Linked DNA regions of Mus musculus: region 1 is linked to region 2. A link is a contact called in public HiCAR-type data. All regions are on one chromosome and are shown on one strand. The core of a region is the stretch at or near the end of the contact, and the rest is flanking DNA. Distances in the headings are between cores, read along the strand shown. Region 1 holds the start of Gmds (GDP-mannose 4, 6-dehydratase). Region 2 holds the start of Dusp22 (dual specificity phosphatase 22).

What was found. HiCAR-type assays count read pairs that join an accessible place to other places.
Region 1: a HiCAR-type map of astrocytes shows a contact between it and region 2, with 3 times the contacts expected there. The contact joins the promoter of Gmds here to the promoter of Dusp22 in region 2. A contact is called at or near these places in 1 of 484 Hi-C or Micro-C datasets (embryonic stem cells) and 1 of 115 datasets of contacts at active chromatin or transcription factors (astrocytes).

The regions. Positions count from the first base shown.
Region 1 is chr13:32,336,857-32,342,862 of GRCm38.p6, forward strand. It overlaps Gmds (GDP-mannose 4, 6-dehydratase), which reads right to left and starts at 1,688. Exons shown (of 11, transcript NM_146041.2): 1 at 1,526-1,688. The coding sequence starts at 1,627.
Region 2 is chr13:30,656,105-30,661,622 of GRCm38.p6, forward strand. Dusp22 (dual specificity phosphatase 22) reads left to right here and starts at 3,955. Exons shown (of 7, transcript NM_001037955.4): 1 at 3,955-4,042. The coding sequence starts at 4,022. It overlaps Gm35158 (a long non-coding RNA gene), which reads right to left and starts at 3,939. Exons shown (of 3, transcript XR_382157.3): 1 at 3,347-3,939; 2 at 851-1,225.

The sequences.
Region 1 (6,006 bases), core at 438-2,937, 1.7 Mb after region 2:
AAGTGATGGGTAGTAGGGCAGAGCTCAAAGGCATCTAAGTTTTCAAACCTGAAAGCACAGCAGGTGTTTGGAGTCTGAAATGAAATGAGAAACCCAAAACTCCTGGTCAGGAAGTGGTATTTTTAAGTATTGATAGTACTTCAGGAGAATCCTTGCTGGGGGTAGGAGTGGTGGGCACTTCCAAGGCTTCCTTCCCATGAAGTATCTACCAAACAACAGTTTTCAACTATTTAATGAGATTCCACTTCTAAGCTGCACTGATACAAAATGCTGGCCGCTTACATTGCTATACGCCATACTAACATGGCACACAACATCCTAACTCAATTTCTTGATAATACTAAGTGAAAGTTTACTTTAGAGAGTATGTGAATGCAGTTAACATCTGGGCTTAAGAACCAGTCTGAAAACTTGGGAAAAGAGAACCATCTGAAAGATCTCTAGCATTAGAAAAGAGAGGTGACATGGGGGGGGGTGCACAGTTCTATGGTAGAGCACCCCTGAGGAGTCCCTGACTTGACGTTTTTATCCTCAACCCTGGACCCTTTTCCTACCTCTTCTATCTTACTAGTTGGTAAACGTTTATTTATCGAAAGTACCTTAAACAAGATGCAATGATAACTGAAAGAATGATCAGTAGCTAGTAACTGAAATAGTCTAATGTCTGGGAACTGTGTATCTGCTCTTTGGTAAAACGAGAGAACTTTAAGACCACTTCCAACCCCAACAATACACTTCCTACCTGTTGGGCTTCAGGTAATTCAAACTCATTTTCCTCAATCTTAAACTGGAAATAAGGACTTTGTTGTATGGAAGCTAACTAGTCAGTATTAACCAAGTAACTCCGATATGGTAAGTATGCTGGTGTGGGCCATATTAGCTTTATTATCATCTTTACCATCTTCGCTTTAGCATTGACCACCATCAGATGTCCTGGGATACACAGAAAACAGATGCCCTACAGCAAGTAACAAGGACATTACTTCAACACCCCTGAATCTCACTCTACACAACTTGACAAGGCAGTGGTTAGCCTTATCTGTTGCCATACCTCTATGAGATGACTGTCATAAATTAGTCATGCCTAGCATAGGCCATGGGGTCCCAACATTCAAGACAGCACAGCCTAATTACCTCACCCAAGGAGTTCATGCCTTTGGAATTAGAAAAGTCGGTCTCACTTTGGGACTCCACATACTGACATATTCCTCGCCCCTTTCCTTCCCTGCACCAGGATCTACAAAGTACGAAATTCCTTCCAAGAGCTCACTTGGGCTCCAGGAAAGAAACTACAGTCACCCAGGGGACAGGTGGAGCAGAGTGGTCCGGTTGCTTAGCACCACCAGCTCACACCCCCAGAAGGATCAGAGAGCCATGCTGCTGGGGCTGAAGCTGTCCCATCCCGCAGCCGCTCACACCTTCCGGGACTCGTGGAGCGCAGTTCCCGGTGGCACAGCGGCCCTGCGCGGGGAGGCGGCCCACGTGCCCCCGGGCTACAGGCCGCTCGTCCCCGCCCCGCACTCACCTGTCCGGTGATGCCAGTGATGAGAGCCACCTTCCTGAGCTTGCCCATCTCGCCATCCCCGGAGCCCGGGTAGCTCGGGCACTTAGCGGGAGCTTGAGCCATGTCGCCTCAGGCGGGTGAGCGTGCGGCCGAGAGGAAGGCGGAGTGGAACGAGCCGCGGGCCGGCAGGGACCAGGGTGCGCGCGCCAGTCGTTTCACGGAGCTGCAGCGGCCGCCACGGTCTGACAGGGCGCGCGGGAGGCCGGGCGTGGAGCGAGGGGCGGGCCAGCTTAGTCGGGGCGGGCGGCGCGAGCCGGGCTGAGGCCTGGCTGGCGCCGCGTCACTCGCCCAAGCAGCGACGCGTCAGCAGCGCCCCCGACAGCTCCGCCCCTGCCGGGGTCTCCGCGCTGAGCCACGCCTCTCTGGGGGCGGGGCCTGAGGGCGCCGGGCCCCTGGAAGAGGAAGGATGTAAGTCTGCGGTCAGAGTAGAGGATATGGCCTGCATGGGCCTCGGTCTCCGGGAATCCTCATATCGCCCCATGATGCCAGGAGGAATGACGAGCTGACCTTCTCGGTAGGAAAGAGCTCTGAAATCCAAATCTAGGTATCCAAGGCTGGAGTCATCGACCTTATTAAATTTCTAGAAATCTGCTTCATTGTCTTTGTGAGCAGGTCAGTTTTAACATTTCTCGAAGGCACTAGAGTTTCAAGGCTACTCTAACCTGTGAATCTTCTGTGAACATTAGCAGTTTGCTAATGTTTGGACTAGTTTGGGGGTTCCCGGTAATTCCGTTCAAGGAACAGTATTTACTTCGAGGGCTGGAAGTTTCTGGCCCCGCCCCCATCCTGCATAAGGAAACAATTGACAAAAATCCACAGGTCAGTAAAACCTGTACAAATTTCATGAGGTGGGGTTGTTGCAGTGTCTTTTGAACTTGTTTCTATTTAGTGCATGCACACTGACAGATTCACTGACTGAGAAAGGCTGACAAAGGACTCAGACATAGGGACAAGGGTGTAGGGAAGAAACACACACACATACACACGTACACACATACTGTCCAGCTTATCTCTCCAATAAACATCCTCAAACCGTCTTTCCCTTTGCAAACTGAGCTACTAGGACAGGGCCCAATAGAACCTGCTAGATATGATACAAACCTGTAGTTCCAAAACCAGAGTGCCCAAACTCCTCGGAAACATTCCAAACTTTATACATAGGCTTGTCTGGTTTAATATTTTTACCTTTCCTCTAGCGCATTCTATATGGAAAATGAGACCTAGAAGTTGGGGAAATATATTCCTTAAGGCAAGAAATGTCTAAAATCTAGATGATCTTTAACTATTGATTTAGTTTTATGTAAATATGTTGTAATGTAAGGATAAATAGAAAAAAATGAATACTTAGGAGAGATATGTCCCATTTGTTCTGTAGGTCTGACACCTTCTATCATACTAATGAATACTAGGAATTTATCTGTCTAGTAAAAAATTTAACAGAAAAAAATCATAAAAATCAAATATGTATTGGATGTGCTGAGCTATGGCTTGGTGGTAAAGCACTTGCCTAATGGGATTGATGCCCAATAGTACAAAAGTAAACAAATAAAACCAATATTTTTTAGGGCCTGGAAATGCAAAAATAGTAAAGAAGATATTGCAAACTGTCAGAAATAAAAAACTGTGTCCCTTAAACATCCAACCGGTATTTCCTTTATTACCATCCTAGAATCTGGATATTCAAGATCGGGGTTGACTTCCTCTGAGGCCTGTCTCCTGGCTTGTAGATGTCACCTTGCATCTGGTCATGACACACTTCCTCTCCATGTGCTTGCGTTCCAATTTCCTATTGTAAGGACAGTGACTCCCTTTCATTAGGAACCACCCTAATGACCCCACATTACCTTAATTTCCATTTAAAGACCATAGCTCCCAGCCAGCCAGATGGCCTGGTAGGTAAAGGCGCTTGCCATCCTGAATCTAATACCTATACCCACATACTGGGAGGAGAGAATGAAGTCCTACAAGCTCTCCTCGGCCACACATTTAAAAGAAAAAAATAGTAAACAAAGTAATTAAAAATAAAAGGTATCCAATTACCAATTACTTTTTGTTTTAATTATTTTTATAAAGTTTTTTGTTTTGTGATTTTGGTTATTTATTTATTTATTTATTTATGGTTTCCTTTGTTTTATTTTTAGACAGGGTCTCATGTAGCCCAGGGCTGCTGGCCTGCAATTCATTATATAGCCAAGAATGACTTTAAGTTTCTTTCCCCCTGCCCCTACCTCTTGCTTACTCAAATTATATGCATGGACCACTACACCATGCTTATGTGGTTCCAGGGATCAAACCAAGGATATTGTATATACTAAACAAATACTGTACCAACTAAACTATAGCCCCCCCCCATTGCCTTTTTTTAAAGACTCAGTCTTGAGGTGATGAAGTCTTACACTTCAATATATGAAATAATAGAGAGACACAATACATCTCCTTACAGACAAAGGGGAAAGACTTTTCTTGTTGGTTTGGTTTGGAAGCATGGAAGACAGTTGGTAGTGGGCATCATTGTAATTCCCCAGTAACCTTAGGGGAATGTGTGCAGTCAGCATAGGGACTGGACAACATGAGATTTCTATTAGCCAGAGGGAGAGTGCTAGTGTAGCATAGTAATTCATAACTGTAGGAGACTTCGTAACCTAGAAGACATTTGACACTTTTTACTGTAACACTATTGATATTTAATGATTAAAGAGTGAATGGGTCTGTTGCTGAACATCCTATGATTACCAGCCCAGCTGACTCATCGTATCAATACAGTCTGTTCTCTATATCCTTTTAACTTGCATCCAATCAACCAAATTTGCATTGTTTACCATGAAGTTAGCACTACAGCGCTTGTGGTGGTCAGTCTTATTTTAATTACATATTTTTATTTTTGTGTAGGGTGGGAGTGCCTGGAACACAGGGTGCTCCTGTAGAGGTCAGAGGACAAGGTCAGCTCTTTTCTTCTCCCATGTAAGGTCCAGGGATTGAACTCAGGTTGTCAGGCTTGGCAGTGAATGTCTTCCTTAAACCAACTGGCCGGTCGATCCTGTGATGATTGATCTTGTCACCTCGATTAGATCTGGAATCACTCTAAAAGATTTGCTTCTAGGCAGGTCTATGAGGGCATTTCCAGGAAAGGTCAGTTGAATAGAGAAGACCCTCCCCCATAGTGTGTGGCACCTTTCAGCCACCATCCAGATGTAAAGAACTCCACAGAAAAAGCAGTGCTACTTTGCCTGACACCTTAGGTGGGAATTACTGAGGCATCCAGCTTCATGGACTGAACAGTTAGCAGGTTCTCACCCCATCCAGCATGCAGATGACCATTGTAAGACTGCCTAGCCCCTATCGCGTATGCCTATCTAATAAAATTATTTCTATCTTATACATCCATTCTGTTCCTCTAGAAATTGCTGACTAATGAAATGCTTGTGTCTGTAAAGAACATATATGGGTAATTCTCCTTTCATTATCCCCTAAATAACACATTGTGCCAACTACTTACACAGTGTTTATGTTGTTTTAGGCATTATAACTCATCTAAAAATGATGGAAATGATACAGGAGGAGGTGCATAGGTTCTAAGCAGACACTGCACTACTTTATACAAAAGAGTTGGACATCTGTGAATTTTGACATTCAGCGGGAACTAATAGGGATGTAAGGGTATTCTGGAACCAGTCTCCCTCTGATGCTAAGAACCCAGTTTTGCATGTGTGCAGTGGGATATGAGATACTAAACAGTTCCATCCCCCAGTCAATGCCTTCTGCTAAACTTTCATGACCACAGCTCTTCCTCCCACCCCTATCTCTAACTCTTAAGCTACTCACCTGCTCTCCATTTCTAAAAATTTATTATTAGCAGAGTATTTATTATAAATGAATCTTAGGGGTTGGCTTTTTCACTCAGGGTTCCCTGTTGTTATGTTTATTAGTAGTTTTTGTGGAACTTTGTCCTCTGTCAGCAAGAGACCCTGACAAGATTGTCCACTAATATTCCCTAATAAAGAGGAGGGAAAACTCACATGTCCAAGCACAAGGGACTAATGAGGCAGCACACTAGACACTTAAGTCTCCAACCTTCCTCAAAATATTTAAGCCATTAATTACTGTGGGAGTGGGGTGGTAGCTTTTCTTCAGTAATGTAGCTGCCTATAAGTTGTCCTTGTTCCTATAAGTAACCTTTTACCCGTGCTCCTGTAAGTAACTTCAAATAAATTCATACTTGGATGGAATAATATTTTGGTCTGTTGTTATGTTTTGTCTGAAATGAATAAATATTTATTCACATCTTCGCAGGAAAAGTCAATGCAACAATAGCTCATTTGTTCGTATTGTAGAGTAGCATTCTATCATATGGACACACCACAGTGTGTCTAACTACTCATCTACTGAATTAATCTCTCCACATTTGGAGTTGTTATAAATGAAGCTATTATGACCATGCAGGT
Region 2 (5,518 bases), core at 2,705-5,204:
TTCTCTGCTTTCCCTCTCCTTACAACCCCTCTCCCTTGCTCTATTAAAGTCAGTTTGTATCTTTTTTTTTAAGGGGAGTCAATAGGTGTTTGGTCACTCCTAATTACAAGAACCATCACACATACAAATGATATTGCTTTAGAAAAAAAAGAGTTGAGTGTGACAATGCACACACATTGTCCTAGCACCTGGGAGGCAGAAGCAGGAAATTGTTGAGTTTGGGGATAGCCTTGGGTATAGAGAATCATCTACATCACAAGACCATCCCTCAAATAAAGAGAAAGTGAAAAGGAAGAGGAGGAAGGGGAGGGAGGAGGAAGGTAGGGAGTGCAGAGTTGCATTGGCCATAGTGTCTTACACAGCAATAGAAAAGTATCTAAGAGAGAAATTTAACAATATCCTGGTTGTGTTTTTTTCCTTATCTAACATATAAAGGTTCTCGGATTGGGAATTGCTTTATATGCTGGATGTCACATAGAACAACTTTTCTTGAGGGTGGCAGTATAACTCAGTGCTGGAGTATGTTTGAGGCCCTGGCTTCTATCATCAACACCAAAACAAATAAATAAGTAAACAAATAACTGGCCTTTTGGCAAGGGCTGGCTGTGCTGACAGTACCTGGCAAATAGTCTTCAACTTGTGTGTGTGTGTGTGTGTGTGTGTGTGTGTGTGTGTGTGTGTGTGTGTGTGTGTGTTTTAAAAAGGACCATTTTCCACCCACCATTAGGAACTCAAGGTTCTGTCTTTACATGATATTGATTTAGAATCTTCTCACTATTTCCTCTGGATGCCCTGCCTGCTCACCTGGGAACCAGTCGTATGGTCCTTCTCTGAAACACACTGCACATACCTGAAGCTCTGAGATCTGAGCTCTCCAAGACTCTTGTCAGAAAGAAGGAAACATATTTAGAAGGCTGATTGAGGGCTGGGAACAGGTGGCCTTCCTTCTGAAGGATGAGGTCATTCTCCACAGAGGCCAACCACACGGCCAGGCTATTGGGGAGATTCCGAGGCCTTAAGTAGTCATCTGAGCCTCCTTCTTCTGGACAGAGCCACAGAAACAAAGAAAACAATCTGTGCTTCTACTTTTGAATTCTGGGCTTTGCCTTGTGTCTTCTTCCTGCACTCCAGTGTCTGCCTTTCTTTTCCTTTCAGTCGTGCTTTGGCCGAGGCATATGACATACAACTACTCATTTGGGCTGTGGGTTTAAGTTCTAAGATGAAGCTAGGGAGTGAGAGGAGACAAAGACTCTTGTTAAGAAAGTCTCGCAATCAATCAAGCAATAGCAACTGATCAGTCAGCCCATCACCCACCGGACTCTCGACTTCTGATGCTCTTTTTTTCCCTCCTCTTCTCAAAAACGAAACCTGAGGATTTGAGATGAGTATGCTAGAAAGAGCAGAGTCAAATGCAGGCAGGAATGCTAACTCTGACTGTCAGGGGACAGGAATGAGGAATTCGTCATCTAAAGTATAATAGTAATAATATTAACAATAACAGCAACAGAAGCATAGGCACAGAGAGAAGTATTCCAAATAGATGGCAGATGAAAAAACATGATTTGCGCTTGTGATTTACGGGTGTAGACCAACCTATAAACAAATTGTGCTTGGAGAAGTCCACCTTTCTATTGAAAACAACAGCCTAAAGAGAAGGAAGAGGAATAAACACTGGCCAGTTGCTTTTAAACACATCATCTAGTGATCGTGTAAGGAGGCAAATGCTGAGAAAGTGACTCATCTGGTCCATGATCTTTCTAGGAGTTGGGGATAGAAGCTGACCATGGGATTTCCCTACTAGAGTCCCTTAACTATGCTGATTCTAAGCAGCAGGCATAATTGCATAATGACACTATGGTACAGAGGGGAGGGGGTAGGTTTCCCATGTGATTAGGAGGAAGAGGATGAGAGGGTGATAGTGCAGGACCAGTCCTGTAAAGAGGAGGAGCAGAAGTAGACCAGAATCTCATCCCCCAGGGAGGAAACAATGCAAGTGCACACTGAGGGAGGGAAGGGAAGGTGGGGGGAGTGCCTTGTATTGCCCAGGACACGAGTGTACAGGGAGAGCAACCATACTAGACAGAGTCAAGCTCTTCCCAAATATTTATTAGCACTCTAAATTTTTAAATACTTTTCTTCACATTTTTTGTTTACTATTTATTTTTATTTATCTATTAGGGTGTGTGTGTGTGTGCACTCATAACTATGGTCAGAGGACAACTTACAAAACTTGGTTCTCTCTTTCCACTGTGTGGTTGTCAGGGACAAAATTCAGGTCATCTGGCTTGGCAGTGAGTAACTTTCCCAGCTAGGCCAGCTCAACAGCAGTTCTTTTTTTCTGGCTGGCTTGCTTGTTTGTTTGTTTGTTTGTTTTTAGAACCTCCCCACTGGTTTCTCAGCCAAGATCCCCATTAATTATTTTGGCATATGTTTAGTCTATGTTATGCTAGCTTCTGCCCCAGAAGACATATGACTAAGTAGTGAATAAGACAGAAAGACCTCTTTCAGGAAGTTATTAGCTTATGAGATAGGTCAATATTAAGCAATTAAGTATAATTTCTGATCCTAAGTGTATGAAAAAAATATGACACAGTAATGTCATAGGTACCTGGAGTATATCTTATAAACTGGATGCTTTAGTTGAGAGAAGAATCTATGGGGAGATGACCTTTGTACTAAGACCTCAAAAAAGCTATGCAAAGAATTGGGCGTTGAGATGTCAGTAACACAGGACCCTGTGTAAGATCAAGCCTAGGATGTCTAAGAAAAAACAGAGCAGCCCCTGGGGCTGATTCCAGGAAGGGGGAGGGTGATCTAAGGCCAGCAGAATTGGGCTTGAAACATGGCATTATCTTCATTCAACAAGTACTGGCATCTACTGGGTGTAGGGCGTTGTCAAGAATACAAAATGGAAATGAGAAACCTTTAGTTCAGTGGTTCTCAATCTTCCTAATGCTGTGACTCTTTAATATGGCTACTCATAACTTGGTGACCCCCAACCATAAAATTATTTTCATAACTGTAATTATTTTCATAACTGTAATTTTGCTACTGTTTTAAATAGTAATGTTAAGTATCTGTGTTTTCTGAGGGTCTTGGGTTACCCAAGTGAAAGGGATGTTCAAACCCCCAGGTCTTAGTGCCTATAAAGGAAATTAAAATTTTACCAAGGATAAGCCAGGCACGGTGGTGCACACCTTTAATCCCAGGTGCACACCTTTAATCCCAGCACTCGGGAGGCAGAGGCAGGTGGATTTCTGAGTTCGAGGCCAGCCTGGTCTACAAAGTGAGTTCCAGGACAGCCAGGGCCAGGGCTACACAGATGTCTCGGGGAAAAAAAAATTACCAAGGATGATAGATGGCCCACATGCTAGAATGCATGCACACGCTAGACAAAACCGCAGTGCAGGTACGTGGGGGCTTTCTGGGGGTAGTCATTGCAACACACTGCCCTGAAAAAGACCATTTAGAGACAGTTGGGTTCCTCTCCTCGACCAGGGTCACGTCTCTGCAGAGGTGAGTCACCTAGCCCACCTTTCCCAGAGCATGCTCCTTCTCGGTCTGAGTTGGGTGGGGCAGGGCCCACAGGAATCCCCCGCCTTGTTGGCTCAGAAAACCCAGACAGGGGAGCCCCTCTAACAGGGGAGTCAAGGCCTGAGACACTGCCCGTAACTGGCACCAGGGAGCCCCAGGGGAAACCGCCTTTAGGGACTTGGGGACCCCCCTACCGCTGCGCCTGCCTCCGTCCACCCCACCCCCCACCCGGCGCGCGTGCGCAAACTGCAGGGTTGTAGGCTGGGGCTCATGCGCGAGCACGAGCGCGTGCGCGCTGGGCGTCCGGCCGCGGGGGCGAGGGCCGCTGTCCCCGACGTCCGCACGGCCGGACAGTAATGCCGCGTCCCGGGTGGAGCGCGCAGCGAGCGCCGCCCTGGCGCCGCCTCCCGCTGCCCCGCCCGCCTGCCCGCCCGGCTGCGCGCCCGGTCTCCTCCCGCGAGCGCGGAGCGGCGAGCCCGGCGCGGCCATGGGGAGTGGGATGAGCCAGGTAACGTCCGGTCCCGGCCGCACCCTCTTTTCTGCAGCCTCCGCAGCCCTGACCCGCACAGCGTGCCCCTTTGAGAGCGGGGGACCCATGCTGGAGCTGGTCTGTCTCCCTCCCCTGAGACCGGGCCCCTTGACGTCTGCCACCCACAGCATTGGTGAACCGGGCCAGATGGGCGGCTTCTGTAATTTCCTCTTTTCCCCAGATTTGTGTGCGCGTGCACAGATAAGCCACTCTGGTGGGGGAAGTTCACGGAAACCCTAGAACTGACATGGCTTTCGGTGTCTGGAGCTGGTTGACCCTGGGTTGTGGGGCTTCCTTAGGGCAACCTGTTGGCTGGCTGTTGTGGCCGCAAGGCCTTCTAGAAACTCTTTCTTTGCCCCTGTGGTGGCCCAAACCTTCTGGGCCGGTTTTCTCACCCCTACCCCCTAGATTGAGGATGATCTGGCGGTGACAGTCCTCCGGGTTCTATTTGTGTCAGTCTCAAGGTTAAGGAACTTGCTGGTTCAAAGAGAAATCTTACTAAGGCTCTGGATGCCCAGGACTAAGACAAGTACTTCTACAAGTATTTTAAATGGTCCTGGGTTTGGTTAGCTTCTGGTGTTACCCCCCATCTTGTCTCCACTTACTTTATCCATCATGTTTATAGGTTCTAACGGTGTGGCTCGCTTTCTCCCCTTCTTTCTTCACCCTTTCACATTTGTCTCTGCTTTGTGGCGAGGGGCTCTGCAGTGGTTTAGTTACTTCCATGGGAATGATTATTGAGGCAGAGATCCAAGACCGAGGAGGGAACGAACATGTCTTTGATGGAAGCCTGCATGCTCCTTGCACAGTCTCCATGTTTTTGTGCGTTGTGACTTTTGTGTGTTGGTGACTAGGATTTTATTATTTTATTATTATTATTATATTATTATTATTATTATTATTATTTTCGCCAGTGATCAAATTTGAAACAAACTCCCTCTCATGAATATATGCTTGTATTATGTTCCCATTAGCACAGGGATCAGTCATCGCTCTGAGCTTTCTGCTTTTAAAATTAGACCGGTTGAAGATGTCCGCCTGGGGCTGACAGACTCTGCTTGCTTTCCCTTGACATTTCTAGTTGGCGCCACTGTTTACTGTCCCTTTCTGCATTTGGTTTCTAGTATTTTATATTCTAATTGAAAGAATGGGTTTAGGTATACAAGTGATTGATTGCCTAAGGGATATTCTTTTCATACTTCTCAGCGAAGGTGGCAGTATTCATATCCACATTGTGCTATTTACTTCTTATAGTAGATTCCTTGACTATTTTATTATCATAACCAGCTTGTACAGACACAGTTTCTAGTGTAGAGATGGAAAACTATACGGACAGAGAAATGTAGATGTTCAGTGGTTCAATACTTACAGTCTGTACTGAATATATGTTAGGTGTAGTGCTTTTGGGAACAGAGGGAGGAAAGCCAGCAGAAAGGACCAAGAAGTCTGTTACAG